2 separate regions of the Ovis aries genome follow, and region 2 is linked to region 1. A link is a contact called in public Hi-C data. All regions are on one chromosome and are shown on one strand. Each heading gives the region's core, a stretch centred on a gene start, on an enhancer-like site or on the middle of the called end of the contact. The rest is flanking DNA. Distances are from core to core; before and after follow the strand shown. Region 1 holds the start of DNAH6 (dynein axonemal heavy chain 6). Region 2 has its middle 14 kb from the start of TRNAF-GAA.

Region 1 (2,973 bases), core at 342-2,841:
TTTAATGTTACATGTCTCTCTACTTTGTAAGCAGAGACATGTCTTTGTAAGCAGAGACATGTTACATGTCTTTCTACTGTGTAAAATTCATACCTGAGTATCTTAAGATTGATAAAATGCATTGTGAGTTTAATATGTAGAGCACTTCATATACAGCTTTGCGTTCAAGACAAGAAACACATATCAAGGTTAAAACAAAAAGGACCAAAAAGGAAAAAGTAAAACAATGACTTTCAGAGGTGATTATGTTATTTTTGAGGGGAGGCTGAAAACCAAGACTGTCATCTGGTGGAATATTTACCCCAGACAGGTGAAAGGACTGCTTCACCTGATCACTGACTGGGATAAGGCATCTAAAGTAAGCACCTGCATGGGGAAGTAAGCACCTGCATGGGGCATCTGTGGGGCTGCTTCCATATAGCATTGCCAGCAGTCATTGGAGACTTGTTTGTTGTGTATTTAATTCCTCAGTCCTGTCTGACTCTTTTGCGACCGCATGAACTGGAATCCGTCTGGTTCATCTGTCTATTGGATTTCCCAGGCAAGAATACTGCCACAAGTTGACATTTTCTCCTCCAGGGGATCTTCCCCATCTAGGGATCGAACCCTTCACTTTGAATCTTCTCCACTGACAAGCGGATTCTTTACCACTGCACCACCTTAATAGGTGGGTCTAAAAGCCATAGGGGCTTCCTAGGTGCCACTAGTGGTAGAAAACCCCCCTGCTAATGTAGGAGAGAGCTAAGAGATACAGGTTCAGTCCCTGGGTGGGGAGGATCCCCTGGAGGAGCGCGCGGCAACCCACTCCAGTATTCTTGCCTGAAGAATCCCATGGACAGAGGAGCCTGGAGGGCTACAGTTCATGGAGTCTGAGAGTCAGGCACGACTGAAATGACTTAGCACGCACGCAAAGACCATGCAAGATCCAGGGTCTGTTTTGGTGAATATAGTGCAGAGACCAAGTAATATTGGCTTGCTATGCCTGACACTGAGGACGCTAAATTACCTTTCAGGTAGAAAAGAACATAAGTAGAAAGGACAGGGTGGAGGTTGAGGGGAAGAGCCCGCATTCCTAGTGTTTTAGGACACTGTTGGAAAGAGGTCAATGGGTGGGACAGAGATGCAGGACGGTCGCTCTCTCGGAGAGCGGGGCCTGAACTGTCTACAAAAGCACTTGATTCTTCCAACCAGACGAAGCTGGATTAAAGCGAATGTCAGGCAGTCTCAAACCTCTTGAAGAGCAACAGAAAACACTACTGGAGGAGGGAGGGGTCGTGAGCGGGAGCCGCTGACAAGCGAAGGAACAAGCAGACGTTACCAACTTCTTCGGTTGCACCGCCTTCCAGCCTAGCCCTCAAGAGCCGGCAGGTCTAGTGCTGGCTCTCCACCAAACAGCGACGAAGAAAACATTCCGAGACGGTAATTGGCTCGATTGCCCAGCACAGTCCCGGACTCAGAATCTGAGCAGCAGTTGGCTGAGGGGTTGCCAGTGGCGACAGATCGCGCACAGGCGCAGTAAGCATCAGTGGAGGCCCGGTGGCTGCTAGGCAACGGGAAACAGTCTAGGCTTAAGAGACAACTTTCTACTCCCAGATCTGTCTTTGCTCTGTCTCAGGAGACCCTCAGAGGCGGCTGCTTCTCTAGCCTGACTTGGTGAGTCCTGAGGAATCGAGCTGTGGGGCTGAACTACGACTTCTAGGCAAGAGACTCAGCGTGACCTTTGGAGTATAGAAGGAAAGGCACAGAGAGGCAGAGAAAGTCACATTTTAATGATACCTACTACCTACCTACCAGTTTACAGAGCTGGAAACTGAGCACTAGAGATACCAAGAGACTTGTTCAAGATCTCTCACTGAGTGGTCAGATCTGGACCTGTTTCAATATGGTAGCCACTAGCCACACGGGGAAGGGGGTGAGCCTCTTCTGAATTAAAATGTTTCCTAAAGGTGAAATAATTCCCCGATGTAGTAACAAAAAATAAAACTATCACATTAACAAAGTTTATACTGATTATATGTTGAAATGATAATATTTTAGTTATATTAAATAAAAAACATTATTAAAATTAATTTATTTTTAACTCGCAGACTTAGAAAAGGAACTCTATGTTTGCCAGGGGGAAGCATGGGGGAAAGGGGTAGTGAGGGAGAAGCTGGGATGAAGACATGTACATACTGCTATATTTACCATGGATAACAACCAAGGACCTACTGTATAACACAGGGAACTCTGCTCAATGTTACATGGCAGCCTGGATGGGAGAGGAGTTTGAGTAAGAATGAAAACATGTATATGTATGGCTGAGTCCTTTCACTGTCCACCTGAAACTATCACAACATTGTTTGTTAATTGGCTATACCCTAATACAAAATAAAAAGGTAAAAAATTCTTTTTATGTTCCTTTTTGTTTTTAAATATGGTTACTTAAAATTTTTTAATTATGTAGGAGATTTGCATTATATTTTGATTGGCCAGTGCTGTTCTAGACTAAAACCTGGACCTGCTGACACCTGGTTTAAGACCTTGTGTGTGATAATACTGTTTTTAAGAAAAGTATTTCCATCCATGTGATGGGACTGGAGTGTGAGTGTTGGTGAAAGTACAAGACCATTACAAAAGACTGATAGTTCTAGTATTCTGGGGCCTTGCTACTCAAAGTTTATGAATTAGAATCTGCTTTTTCACAAGCTTCTCAAGTGATTCTCATCTTCATAAAATCCCCCAAAGCACTATTTTATGATTTAGCCATCAACTCTTTTTTTCCCCCTTTATTTGGTTTATCTGTAAGTATCTAGGCTAGATATCTCAGATTGCCTGTGTTAGAATTACCTTTCTTTTGAACACCACTGCCACCCTCAGAAATATTTTGCACACTCAAGTGTGAGAAAGAATCTCACTATGATTTCATTTCTATTCATCCTTCCAAATCTGGACTAGTGGGCTTCCCAGCTGGCACTTAGTGGTAAAGAACCT
Region 2 (2,965 bases), core at 351-2,850, 420 kb after region 1:
TCTTTATTTATGGGGTTGCACAGAGTCGGACACGACTGAAGTGACTTAGCAGTAGCAGTATACAAACACAAATAAGAATATCCTTGGGGCTTCCCAGATGGCATTAGGGGTAAGGAATCCATCTGCCAGTGCAAGAGACATGAGTTCCATCCCTGGATCAGGAAGATCCCCTGGAGAAGGAAGTGGCAACCCTCTCCAGTATTCTTGCCTGGTGAATCCTATGGACAGAGGAGCTTGGTGGGCCATAGTCCATGAAGTTGCAAAGAGTTGGACACGACTGAGCATCTGAACAAGAATACCCTTATGTACATGTAATAAAAACAATGCTGCTGCTGCTGCTGCTGCTGCCAAGTCGCTTCAGTCGTGTCTGACTCTGTGTGACCGCATAGACCACAGCCCATGAGGCTCCCCCGTCCCTGGGATTCTCCAGGCAAGAAACACTGGAGTGGGTTGCCATTTCCTTCTCCAATGCATGAAAGTGAAAAGTGAAAGTGAAGTCACTCAGTCGTGTCCGACTCTTAGCCACCCCATGGACTGTGGTCCACCAGGCTCCTCCGTCCATGGGATTTTCCAGGCAAGAGTGCTGGAGTGGGGTGCCATTGCCTTCTCCAAAAACAATGCTAGAAAATCTTATTCTTTTTATTAAGCTGCAAAAGGGGATCCTTGCAAAGCAAGTCTGTAGGTGCCTCCCTCATTCCCATGCCATAGGCCACCCTCTTCCAAACAGATCGCTGCCTAGCCCCTTCTTTTTAGAAATTCTAGAGGTCTTAAAGGCCATAGAAAGGCTTCCCTGGTGACTCAGATGGTAAAGAATCCTCCTGCAGGACGAGGAGGGTTTGATCCCTGGGTGGAGAAGATCCCCTGGATAAGGTAATGGTTACCCACTCCAGTTTTCTCCCCTGGAGAATTCCGTGGACAGAGACTCCTGGCAGGCTACAGTCCATGGGGTCCCAAAGAGTCAGAGACGACTGAGCAACCAACACTTTCACTTCACAGAACATAGACACAAGGCAGATGAATGGCCCTTTAGACAAGGCTGTCCCATTGCTTATGCTCAGCTCGCCTGGAGGTTCCCGGCTGTTGGAAGCTCCCCCATGGCTGCGTCTCCCCCTTCTGCCGGCCTGCTCAGAGTGCTAACAGGGTCTTTCCAGAACCCCTCGGTCACACTCTGGGGGTGGGGAGTTGGGGTGTCTGCCTGGCCTATCTAGGTGCCAGTCCACTTAGTCCACTTCCTCAAGCCTGGCCACCCCCGGGGGATACAGGGCTGGTGTAGGCAAGTGGAACGTGCAGGGCTGGCACTGTCAATTCGAGCATCATGAGAGGGTCTGATGACTCCAAAAACAAGTTCTTGAGTCAGCACCAGCGTCCACATGGAAACGAATTGAGCCTGGGGGTGTTTAGAACCAACCACGGGGCAGAAGGGAGGGGAATGTACCCTAAGTCCGGTCTCTGGTGGGCTCAGGGCTCTAGGGCCATGAAGGGCAAAGGGCGGCTTGAGATTCAAAAGCGCCACAGACCTGCCTCCGTGGTCTTCGGCCGCCGCAGAGCCCCCGAGGGGAGGATGAGCGCCGACTGGCGGCGGGCCGTGGAGGCGGCCACAGACTGAGCGAGCCCGGTAACGTGTCACGCCGAGAGCCGGCTCCGTGCCGGCGGCGACGTTGCACAACTTGCCCCGGGGGACACCGTTCTGACAGAGTCCAGTGGAAAGTTGCCCCTTGGAGTGAAGCTAGGCAGCGGTCCTGTCTCGGCCTGTGAGGACCCCACAAGCCAGCGGAGGAGCGGGAACGCTGGAGCAGGGGCTTTCTGGACAACGGATTTGCGTCCAGGGCGAAGGCTGTGGAGGGCGTGTTGGGTCTGCCTAGAGCCTAAGTGCTTGAGATGGGGATGGAAAAGGAGGGCGGGGATAGCTGTGAAGGGTCCCCAGGGCCATACTGGGGAATTCAGGTTTTATCCTGGGCCAGACATTTTAAATATAAGTGGCTTGGAGATATGCAGTTTTAGGCCAGCACAATGTTTAAAAAAGTTCTGAAGGGCTTCCCTGGCGGTCCAGTGGTTAAGACTCCGGGCTCCCAGTGCAGGAGAGCAGACTTCTTTCATGCAAGATTGGAGGGACACGAAAGAAGTCAAACCACCAGCCTGCAGGCAGCCACAAGCAGGTTCCGGGTACAACAGGGCGCAAGTGGTGGCTACTGGGCGGATGGAACACTGAAGACCCCTAAAGAGGGAACGAGCGCCATCTTGTGGCCATTTCTGGAGTAGCCGTAGAGAAGTGGGACACGTTTCTGTATTTTGTTCCAATTCTGTTTCAGGTCTCCAGCAAAGCAGAAAAAAAAAAAAAAAAAAAAATCCAGAAAGTAGTGTAGTATCTGCGGGCTTCCCCAGGTGGCTCAGTGGTAAAGAATCAGCCTATAATGCAGAAGATGTGAATTCGATCCCTGGATCAGGAACCCTGGAGAAGGAAATGGCAACCCGCTCCAGTATCCTTGCCTGGGAAATCCTATGGACAGAGGAGCCTGGCAGGCTACAGTCCCCAGTCACAAAGAGTTGGACACAACTGACCAACTAAACAGCCTAAAGGCCAGAAACAACAAATTTAACACATTCCCTCTTCTCTGATCACAACTGACCTCCTTCATATTCCCCAAACAGTTCACACTGGTGCGAGGGTTGAGGGTGGAGGATCCTTTATGAGCGCTTGACCTCCTGCTTTGACTCAACTTTGGAGTTAAGTTTGGGTTCTCAGGAGGTCTCCTATTTTCCAGCGAGCTTCCCTATAAGATCTCTGCTCTCTACACATTCTTATTCAACAAACACTGCATAGCTTGTTTACCTTTAAGCTTGAGAGGCATTTAGAAGTAGACGGAGCTGCAACTAACTTCCCTAGAGGTGGTTTTCAAAGGACCCTGACAAGCGAGTGTTGGTACAGTCACGGGGCCTTGGCACGGTCTACTGTGGGGCTTCTCTT

The links. A called contact is a pair of places that touch in the nucleus more often than the background predicts.
Region 2: a contact with region 1 is called in a Hi-C map of tail adipose tissue, with 6 times the contacts expected there. The contact joins the enhancer-like site here to the promoter of DNAH6 in region 1. A contact is called at or near these places in 8 of 16 Hi-C or Micro-C datasets (blood, liver, mesenteric adipose tissue and 4 more).

What each region holds. Positions count from the first base shown.
Region 1 is chr3:56,367,992-56,370,964 of ARS-UI_Ramb_v3.0, forward strand. It overlaps DNAH6 (dynein axonemal heavy chain 6), which reads left to right and starts at 1,592. Exons shown (of 77, transcript XM_004005864.5): 1 at 1,592-1,653.
Region 2 is chr3:56,790,546-56,793,510 of ARS-UI_Ramb_v3.0, forward strand. No RefSeq gene overlaps it. Among named protein-coding and RNA genes, the nearest start is that of TRNAF-GAA, 14 kb to the right of the region's middle. Within about 2 kb of position 1,601, at least 19 of the 54 cell types and tissues checked have an H3K27ac peak or open chromatin away from gene starts, as enhancers often do. A contact at or near this core is called in liver and tail adipose tissue, where this site is marked.